Linked DNA regions of Gossypium hirsutum: region 2 is linked to region 1. A link is a contact called in public Hi-C data. All regions are on one chromosome and are shown on one strand. Each heading gives the region's core, a stretch centred on a gene start, on an enhancer-like site or on the middle of the called end of the contact. The rest is flanking DNA. Distances are from core to core; before and after follow the strand shown.

Region 1 (5,960 bases), core at 910-3,409:
TGAGGGGTCCAAGAACTGGCCAAAGCCATGATCGTAGTAGAGTCCTTAATTAAATTTGGTCTGAGGAAAGACAAGTTCAAGTCTTCCAAGCCCAAAGAGATAAACAATGGAGGGTGAGATAAAGAACATGTTAAAAATGACAATGGTGGTAATAATGGCAATGGAAAACCACAGAATTGAAAGGAAAAGCCCAACAATAAACCCAAGGAAAAGAAGAATGAGAAGGAGTTAATGTAGAGATTTTTATGTTAGGGGCCATATGTAAAATAAAGTTATTATGAAATTCTAATATATTAATTATCACATAATTATTATTAAAATTAATTATGTTCATTAGTTATTATTTTGAATATTGTTACTTTATATTAATTATATAAATTAAAACTATATCATATGTTGAGTATGTTAAAAATGCTTTAATTATGATTTGAAAATTTTTTTATTATGATATTTGAAGAGATAAGCTAATATGTTTTAATCATAGTCAATAACTCAAATAAAAATATTATTTTACATTAATTACTATAATTAAAAATAAAATATTTAAAAAAATAATTAAATATCAAATACATAAAATCAAATCTAAATTAAAAATTAATATTAGTTTAATATATGAACTCTATAGAGATTAAAGTAAATGCTTGAGAGTCCCCTATAAATGAGCTCATAACATCATCATAGAAAAATAAAAGAAAATGTAAATTGATTTGACTTTACCAAAGATGGCTATGATTCATTTTCACTTATTATATAATAAAATTATTACTCTTAATCACTACCTTATTGTGTCTGGAGTATGCTTCACAGAAGGTTTAATCCCTAAGAAAGTCCATTTTAGGGATAAAGATGAAAGTGTGAATATAGAGTTAGAGGTAAATCAAATTGAGAAACCAACAACCTCTTGGAAAGACAAATTAGTTGGATCTTCTTCTAATTCTGCTGGGATTAACCTAGAGAAAAAAAGAGGATTTTGAATTGTTGGAAGACGATGTACAAAAAACATTCAACAATGGTATTTCTTTAACCAAATTTTGAAACAAAATTCAACGTATTATTATTCAAGATATGGATAACATTGATATTAAAGCTTCTGGGACGTAATATTAGTTTCCTGGTCTTACAAAAAAAAAGATTTACAATTTATAGAAGCCTTTGTCGTCGTTGCATTTAATGGACATCGAGAATGGCTACTTCCTGCCCAAATTCGATAATAAGGTTGGCTACAAAAAAGTACTCTTGGAAGGTTCGTGGATTACTTTTGGTCAATACCTGATATGCAACTATGGACGGTGTCATTCAATCCAACATAAACATTTCGAGCGTGGTTATGTCATGGATCAAACTTCTAGGGCTGCCGGGATATATGTATGAACACAAGATCTTAGTGGAAATAGGAGGCCTGGTGGGTAAAGTTGCCAAACTTGATTTGAATACAAATAATAGAATAAGAGGAGGATTTGCTTGCATGGCAATGTATGTGAATCTAGATAAACCTTTGGTGTCTCAAATCCTATTCAATGATAAAATAAAAAAAGATGAATTTCTACCAACGGTTTGTTTTCACCGTGGTAGATATAGATATATGAAGGATGTTTTCCCCTTTAGAGTCTTTGAACCCAAATTTGGGAAGCATCTAACGCTGTCTAAACCATTGCTAGAGGTGGAGAGTATTAAAGTTAATGACTCGAAGGTGACTAGCAAAATTTACGGGCCATGGATGCTTATTGAGAAGAAATCTAGGAGGAAAGCAAGGGGTTCACCAAAAGAGGTTGTTAGAATCACGACGAAAAAAATAAAGGGTCCCGTTTTAGAGCTTTAACCAAAATGGTAAATAATTTTGGAAATAAACCTAGTGATAAAGATGATAGTCTGGCTAATCGAAGCAATAAGAGGAAGGAAACCTTGACTGGAGGTATTCAAGGGACAGAAGCCCCCTACTTGAATGAAGGCCAACTGGATTTTAGGGCTCAATATAAAGGCCCTCTCACTAAGTTAGACTTCAAATACTTGGTAGGCCTTCAAAACTAAAACAGACTGTTAAAAGACCAAAAGTTGGGCTTGTTTGGTCTAAAAAACAAACTAATAATCCAAAGCCCTTGGATTATGGATGTTTCTTGAACCTTAGGGAGAATAGGTTGATGTTGGGTATCAAACTAAGTCATGAGATCGAGTCATCTATTGGACCAGTGGTAAGTGAGGATCCGCCCTTTCATTATTGGGCAGTAGAGAAATTTGGTCGACCATAAAAATTGGTAGCAACAATTACTGGAATTGAAATAAAGGTTTGGACTGGCGATGGTGGGTCTGTAGATTTGGAATCAATCCTTTTTAACGGAGGAAATAGTTGTGCCCTCGAATCTGTAGCTCGCTAAGTTCAGCATTGCAGGACCTATCAAAGTTCTAATCGCTGATTCCAATGCTGGCTTCAACCCCAACAGACATACAACCATAACATTTAAGGAAGTTAAAAATTCAAGTGACGGTGTATCGACAGAGGGGGACACTATTTTAGTTTTGGGGGTTGAAAACTTTAAGATACTAGGGAAGATTTTGGGGGAGAAAGTTGGGGGAGCATGGGTTTCTAAGAAACTTAATAAAATTATACATAGGAGAGGGAGCAGGTTTAAGGTCAATAGTTTCTCTAAACCTTTATTGCGTGATACAATGACTGTTTTGGCAAATTTTATTTCAATAAAGTTTATCGAGGAATTAGGCCAAGGTGAACCAAATCTAGTTAAAGAACCTCAATTCTAAAGGGTATTTTCTAGACAGTAAGATTTCAATTTATTTTCCTTTAATTTATTTTATATGGATTTAAATCAAACTATATTTTCTTAGAATTGTCAAGGTTGCGCGAGCAGCAAAATTCTTCATCTTTTTTGCGAGTTCATGTTTGAGCATAATTCGGATATTGTGTTTGTTGGAACTGAGAGTAAGCTGTAAAAAAATTCAATTATTGATAAATTAGGTTTTAATTCTTCTTACCGAATTAAAGCTATTGGATTTTCAAGGGGTATTTGGGTGGGCTGGAAGGATTTTGTACGGATTAGTATCATTCATAACCACACTCAACTCATCCTACTTTGTGTTTTTGGCAGTGTTCCCTCAAACTCTTTTTTTTATATTTTTTGTTTATGGTAGCCAAGATAGGGGAAGAAGAAAGTCGTTATGGTATGACTTGGCAGCTCTGTTGCCCCAAGATCCTATTCTGTGGATGATTATGGGTGACTTTAATGCTATTATATCACCTAATGAAAAGAAAAGTGATCGTGGCACAAGGAAGAGGTGTACGTCTTTTAGTAATTTTGTTGATCCTTGTCATTTGTAGGATTTTGGGTTCATTGGGCTTGCCTTTACTTGGAAAAGAGGTAACACGTATGAGAGGCTTGACTGAGCACTAGCCAATGACACTTGGATTTCATCTTTTCCACACTGCCTCGTGTATCATCTCCTGCGTATTAAGTTTAATCAAAGGCCTATCCTCTTGAGACCTAAATTGATATTAGTACACCTAAAGGAAGGCCATTTTAGTTTCTCACAAGATAGACGAAACACGCTAACTTTTCCACTTTGGTCAAAGATAATTGGAATTGTTTAGGTAATATGGCTGACTCTCTAACTGATTTTACCTCACATTTTAAAGAATGGAATAAGTCCGTGTATGGATTATAAGCACTCACAAAAGACACCTTATGAGATCGCTTGTGAATATTCAAAAGGCGATAGATCATTCGGCCTCGAATTGGTTAGTTAAATTGGAAATGGATGTTGAAGATGAGTTGGAAAATTTGCTTAATCATGAGGAATATTATGGAGACAAAATGTTAGGTGTGATTAGCTCCAACTTGGGGGATCATAATACAAAGTTTTTCCACAATCGTACGATCTAAAGAAGGAAATTAAATCGTATCATGGATTTGCGCATTGAGAATAGTGAATAGTGTTCTGACCAAAATATCCTTAACAAAAGGCAGTTGGTTTTTTTTCAAGACTTTATGGTGAAATCCCTGCTCCCATGAAAGATCTTCTCTCCAATATCTTCTCGCGTCTAAAGGACCAAGATATTACTTTTTTGGAGAAGTCAGTTGTGAACGAAGAGATTAAGAAAGCCTTATTTGGCATGGCTCCACTGAAGGCTCTAGGAAGCAATGGATTTCATCCTCACTTTTTTAGAGTGAATAGGATTTTGTTGGATCTACAGTTTGTGAATGGGTTCAAGGAATTTTTGCTGGTAACAAAATTGACTTTGAACTGAATAATACTCTGATTATTCTCATTCCGAAGAAAGATAGACCAGAGGGCTTCAGTCAAATTTGGCCAATCAATGTCTCTTCGGTGATGTAAAAATTGGTGATGAAAGTTATTGCAAATAGATTTAAATTGGTTTTTCCTAACATCATCTCAGAGGAACAAGTCGAATTTATCACTGGTCGAAATATTTTTGATAATGTTATTATAGCGCAGGAAGTCATTTATTCTATGTGTAGTAAGAGGATTGGTAGGAATTGGATGGCGATAAAACTGAATTTGGAGAAGGCTTATGATAGAGTAAGTTTGAATTTCATTGGCGTGTCTCTCCTAACTTTCGGGATTCCTGAGTTACTCATAACTATGATCATGGCAGCCGTATCTTCTCCTTCTATGCTGATCATATGGAATAGAGTTCCCACCCAAAAGTTTAAGCCAGTTAGAGGGATCAGACAGGGTTGTCCATTATCACCTTATCTCTTTGTTCTTTGTATGAAATGTTTAGGATATATTATTCATGTGGAAATAGATGCTGATAAGTAGAATCCAATTCATTTATCAAGATTGGGATCGGCTTTATCTCATCTATTTTTTGCGAATGACCTGGTCATTTTTTGCAAAGCAGAGATAGAGCAAGCTTATCTGTTAAAGGGGATTTTGCAACACTTTTTTCAATTTTCTGGACATAAGATTAGTGCAAGGAAAAGTAATATGCATTTTTCCAAAAGAGTTGAAACTAATTTATATGCTCAGATTAGTTAATTATTTGGGTTTCAGAAAGTTCATAGTCTTGGGATTTACTTGGGGGTGCCCCTTATTCATGATTGGGTCACCAAAAATACCCTGAATTTTGTTGTGGAAAAAGTGAGACGCAAACTACAAAGTTGGGAAGCAAGGAAGTTATCCACTGCGGGAAGAGTCACTTTAGTTCAATCAGTTCTTGTAGCTATCCCAAACTACTTCATGTAGTCTATGCTTATCTCGAAACGCATTTGTACAAAGACCGAGCGAATAGTAAGGCAGTTTATATGGGGTTGTTCTTATAGACATTCACAACTTGCCTTGGTCGGGTGAGATTCCATTTATCAGCCAATATCTCGAGGTGGCCTTGGGTTTTGACATCTTTAAGATCAACATAATTCTTTTCATATGAAGGTTGGTTTTAATTTGGTCACTATGGAGGATGCTTTTCAGGTATGGGTCCTTCGTGCAAAATATAGCTAGAAGGATCAGATCCCAGATTCCATTGCCAGAAGTCAGTGTTCACACCTATGGCACTCCCTTTCTAAGGTGTGGCCCCTTTTCTGTGAAAAGTTAATTTGGTTAATTGGTAATGGCTCTAGTATTCATTTTTGGAAGGATCCTTGAATCTCGAGAGTCGGTCCTTTCCTCTCGCATGATCCCGCTCATGCAAGATTAGATTTGGAGTGCACCCTGAGAGACTAGGTTATGTCTGATGGATCCTGGAAATTGGATTTGTTTCGTCTGTGGTTATCTAAAGAGGTGATTAAACATATAGTGAACATTCCTCCCTCACACCCTACCGATAGGGCAGATAGGGTCATCTGGGCTCGTTTAGGGTCAAGATCTTTTTTTTTGTTTGTTTGTAATGCTTATTAGGCCTTAAAAGAAGATTTTTAAAATCCCTAAAGAAGATTGTTGGAAGAATACTTGGAAATATCAAGGTCTCTAAAGCCTCCTTTTTTTTTCTT
Region 2 (5,490 bases), core at 31-2,530, 270 kb before region 1:
TAGAAAGAAAATATAAAAGGTTCGAAAACTTTGATGAAGAAACTAATGGAAGAAGATGGTGAAAGTACCATAAAAGCCCCAATAGTAGAAATCAGATTGCATTTTGCCCCCTCTACTCGAAAAATAAGTAAATTAGTCATTATACATTAGATTAGAGACCAAACCTGTCCTGTTAAAAATTTCATCCATTTCTATAGTTAAAAATTGGTCTCTCTACGTTAGCATGACGTAAACGTGGCACCTCACTGTCTAGTTATTCCATCAAGGGCAGTAGTTTTTTACGGTACAAATAAATAGATTTTTTAACATTAAAGACTAATTTACTATTTGATCTAATGTACAGGGATTAATTTACTCGTTATTTTTAGTAGAGGGGCCTTTATAGTACTTTTACCCAAAAAAAAATACATACCTTTCATTCAATTTCTCCCGTCTTAATTTCTCACGGCAAGCTTTAGTCCCTGGCCTGCTGCATGATCCACTGCGTCCCCTATAAATGCCATCAATTTCTAATATCAGTCTTTCAAATTAAGATTTTAAGCTGATGTCAAATTCAATAACAAGTAAACATAAAGCAAAAAAAAAAAGTTTGTTTTTTGTTCTAAGAACTAAGCGTCATGGGTCCAAACAAAAAACCTACTTTATATTATATTCGACAATTAAATACCCATAAACCTTTAAGAAATTAGAGAAACATTGAAATATGGATTGAGACAATACCTCTTGCGCGAGCAATCTCTATCGACGAATCCCTTTTCTTGATGCACAACAATTTCCCTGCCGCTACGGAACAATAATTGTAATTCAAATTCAAATCTCAAGGGGAAAAAATACCGAATTATAACAAGTTACTGAGAAAAACAAAACCTAGATTAAATCGAAATTCTTTTGGGGGAAAAAACCTGTAATTGGGCAAAAGTATATCTGGAGATGTATTTTCATCGATGAAACTATAATCCAGAAAATCCCAATCTTCTATTAAATCCATTTTGCACCACTACGACTCTTAAATCTTTAAATTCTTTTTTTTTTCTGGGAAATTCGGCGTGATATAATAAGGTAAAAATATATTTGTAGGAAATTTTGGGAATTGAAAATATTCTTCCTTTTTTTTTTTTGGTTGAATATGGAAGCATATATCCAGTGACATAAGAACACGTGGAGAAGGGTGAGTTAGTGAAATGACCGGGCTGCGCGCCGCCGCGTCGTTATTGATATTCTGAGTTTGACCTCCAAAGTGGCTATCACTTATACCCGCCACTTCAATTTCGGCGGTTCATATATTTTTGGGATTTCATATTTTATTTTTTTATACATTATATTATTACTTTTCAATCTATGTTTACTTATATTATTTTTAAGTTTAGCCGTGAAATACTAATTTAATTATGAAATAATTAAAAATGAAGTTGTTTAAGCATTTGGTACCATTTTTTTTATGAAGTGGAAAATAATGGGTAATTTTGATAAAAATATTATCTTTAAAAAATAATTAAGGTTTTAGGTTGATTTTTTTAATACTTAAAGAAATAAGTCGATTTTGGAGAGAGAAACAAAAAACACGTCTGATAGGAGCTAGGGTGCACTTTTAGCCTCTTGGCTAACACTTTAGCAGAAAACGTTTCCTATAGGATGTGTTTTCTACTTCTTCTTCTTCTTTTTTTTTTTTTGTATTGAGTGTTTGTGTTTATAGAGAAAGATTTTAGGAGAAATATTTATTTTTGTTTGTGCTTGAGGTAGACATTTTGATAATTTTAAGGTATCTTTGAGTTCACGGTAACACGATGGTGCTCGAAGACCCATATATTTCATTTGTCATATGGGAATGGAACCATTACCTTAGAATCCCATCGCGTTGCAACTTAAACTCCTAGTTCATGGTGGTTATATGGTCACATGTTGAAATATAACTAGGACTCCTAGTTGAAAGTGGCTATGCGGTCACAGGTTGAAGTATAACTCGGGCCCTCCAGTGACGGTGATTATGTTGTTCTGGGTTCAAGTTTCATGATATTGGAAGAGGATGCTTTATAAACTCCATACATAAGTTTGAGACTATAATCCTAGGGAAAAACAAAGGGGCTTTCCAGTATAATGAACTTATTCTTTTTCTCCACCTCCACCAAAGTAGTATCCTTAATGTAATAGATCATTTTTCAGTAGTGTCAAAAATAGTGATTTTGGGACCACAATTATGATGAGTGGGTTTGTAGATATATTTAATTAATATTTATGATTTAAATATATGATAATAGTGAACTGTGATTTAATGGATTTTATTAATTGTTCAGTTAGTTAAAGTATAAGTGGTACATACCGAAAGTTGGTGATTTTGAAAAATGAGGTATTAGGACCTCATTTTCACAAGCTGAGGTCATAAATATTTTTATTAAATATTTTACGGAGTTATTGTATTAGTGGATTGAAGCTTAGTTTGGTATTTTTAATGATTTAATAGTTAATTGAAAAAAGGACTAAATCATAAAAACTACAAAAATTATACATTATTAATTTGTATTAGTTAAGTGGCTTAAATAGTAAATGTTAATTTTTTAAATAAATATATAGTAGTGCTAAAGTTTATACTGTTAGTGCTTAATTCCTAAATAAATAAATATTAATTTTGTTAAGTTAAAAGTTAGGTAAATAATATTAAAAGAAAAGAAAAAGGTCATCTTCAACCTCATTTCTTTATTTTCACCGTTTGAGCTTTGTAAAAGGGGGAAATCAACCGTGGTTTTGGTTGAAGCTTGTGTTCCTTGCATTTAAGCCATTTCTAACCTATTTTTTTTATAATTTTTATATTTTTGAGATCGTTGCAACTTGGTTCAGCTAACACATATTTTTGTTTTCAAAACTGTTAAAGTTTTAAAATATTGTCATTGATGAAAATTAAAGCTTTTGATGTTTAATGGTATGTTTGTGACCTTAGTTGTGAATAGGACTAAATTGTTAAGTAAATTTTGTTAGTTTTGTGTATAAGAACTAAATTGTAATAATGTAAAATTTGTCATGATTTTTTTTAAAATTATGTTTTTAGAGGGCTGTACAGTGATGAAATTGTAACGAGATTGAAAATCAAAGCTTGATTTTGAAAGATATAATAGTTTCGACTTTGAGAACTAAAATGAATAAAATACAAGACTTTGGGGAAATTGTGTAAAATGAATGAAAGATATTATATTCATGAATTTAGATGGTTTAAAGTGTTAAAAACTAATAATGTGAAATGAATTATTATATATATGAATGACTGAATCATACGGAGGAAAATTAGGAAAAAAGAAAATTACAGAATAGTCCCTACAAATAAATTTGTTTGCTGGTTGTATTAGGTAAGTTCATAGAAAATATATTTATATGTTCATGTTATGTGCTCTTATGAATTAGTTAATTAATTTTTGGTTGAATTATTAATATTAAATTGAGGATATTAATTGTTTACAGTTGAATGTAAGGTGAGTAAAACTCACTTGTAATGTGATGAATATATATAATTTATATGTTTCAGAAAGAAAATAATTGAATTACGGCATGTGTATGGGAATATTTCTTGAAGTTCCTTTGAGTAATAAATGTTATGAAATCTGTTAAATGTCCGTTTGAACATAGTAAACGATTAGGATATGATTGGTATGTCAATAAGGTTAGAACGATGTTTGTACAAGATTGCACTTTGGTGCCTCTGTTTGCACTTCGGTGCCTCTATTTGCACTACGGTACCTCTAGTTAGCATTTTGATGCTCTCTAGTGTGATGCAGTTACCCAAGTATCCGAGTTATGTTACTATAGTTCATCAGGCTATCTGTTAAAAGAAAATATATGGATTGACTTCATGAATTGTTTGGCAATGGTATGTTAATATGATTATTGAAATGTTAACTGATGAGATTGAATAAATGGTGAGTATGTGTTTAAAAATTATTTTGAAAAGATATCAAAATGCTTGGAAGGTTTATAGTTTATATGTATGAAACGCTTACTTAGTAAACATGATAAGTGGTAATAAGGCTATATGTTTAAAAGAAATGGTATATGATTGTGAATATAAAATGACATGATCAATTGGTTAATATGTTTCATATGTTAGACCTTTCCTATTGAATGATACAAAAATATGTCGAACTAAATGATTGAAAGATTATACGACTGACACATGAAACGTTCACTTTGTTGTTGTAAATGTCATGACAGGAAATCATATTAAATTAGTTATATTTGTTTACTTAATTGTAAATTGAGGTAAGAGTTTTGTCTAAATACGTAAGAACTTACTAAGCTTTATAAGCTTACTATATTTCATTTCCTATTTTCTAAAGTTGATGTCTGTGGAACTAGGCAATTGGATCATATTCAAGGCTCACACTATCAAGCTTCAGTTTCGATAGATTTTGATTTGTTTATATATTTCGGCTTTGTGACATGTATATACGTTATTTTGATTTAATAGTTTAAAGCTATGAGTTGAAGTTGTAATATGTTTAATGGTTGAACTTAATGATTCCTATGGTATGCATTTGGTAAATGATGAAAGTATGTTTAGAAATGGAGTGTTTGATCTTGAATCATGAAGTGGTTGGGAAATGATAAATTTTGAATAAAATGTTTGGTGTATGTGTTAGTTTACTGTTATGGTATATGCGTCTATTAAATTTAGTTATTTCAATGATATGGTAAGTTTTAAATAGTTACAAAGGTAATTGTATGATTGAAATATGAATGTATAAAGGCTATTTGGCATGTTGATGAATGAATGGTTTAAACATATCATTTTGATATGTAATTATCCTTGAAGCATGAGGAATTATGTAACAGTAATGTTTTGGTGGATTGTTGTTTATTACATAATGAGATGCTTCGAATCATGAATGTATATGTGTAGAAGTTAAGGTTTGAATGGATTTTTATATGTTATAAAGTTAAAGGATTGCTTCATATAGATGGTCAACTTTGTTATAAGTTATTATTGATGATTTTAGGTCTCTATTTGTTTCTAAAAAGTATCAATTAAGTTTTAGATATTTTGAGCATGAATTAGACATTTTAAAGATGAAATTTTACCATTCTGAACTTAAGTATCGATATTTTTCTACTTGGTATCGATACCTGATCATATGAACAATTTTTAAAACAAATAGAATGTTAAAATGGTATCGATTCTTATATGAATATCAATACTTTTCTTAAAATATCGATAATAGGTAATAAATATCGATACAGTATTATACCCCATAATTAAATATCAATACAAATTTTTGTAACTTTAAAACTTTGGAAACTTTGCAAATTCATCCCATTTCATTCTTAAATTTCATAATTAAGTCCTTGTAAACTTTAATTTATTTCATTGCAATGCATTTGAATTATAGTATAAATTTTAGATGTTGTCTTAATTGTTGCATGTAACATCCTATTATTTGGGTTTGGTGACCAGACTGGGTAAATATGTTACACTTAACTTCATTATCCAAAACTTTTGACAGAGTTGGG

What was found. Hi-C and Micro-C count contacts between places; a contact is called where the count stands out from the background.
Region 2: a Hi-C map of leaf shows a contact between it and region 1, with 2.6 times the contacts expected there. The contact joins the promoter of LOC107897030 here to the enhancer-like site in region 1. A contact is called at or near these places in 3 of 34 Hi-C or Micro-C datasets (anther, hypocotyl and leaf).

Annotation. Positions count from the first base shown.
Region 1 is chrA10:34,948,935-34,954,894 of Gossypium_hirsutum_v2.1, reverse strand. No RefSeq gene overlaps it. Among protein-coding and RNA genes, the nearest start is that of LOC107895871, 39 kb to the left of the region's middle. Within about 2 kb of position 2,159, at least 5 of the 9 cell types and tissues checked have an H3K27ac peak or open chromatin away from gene starts, as enhancers often do. A contact at or near this core is called in hypocotyl and leaf, where this site is marked.
Region 2 is chrA10:35,219,909-35,225,398 of Gossypium_hirsutum_v2.1, reverse strand. It overlaps LOC107897030 (transcription factor bHLH104), which reads right to left and starts at 1,280. Exons shown (of 5, transcript XM_016822358.2): 1 at 903-1,280; 2 at 721-783; 3 at 413-490. The coding sequence starts at 988.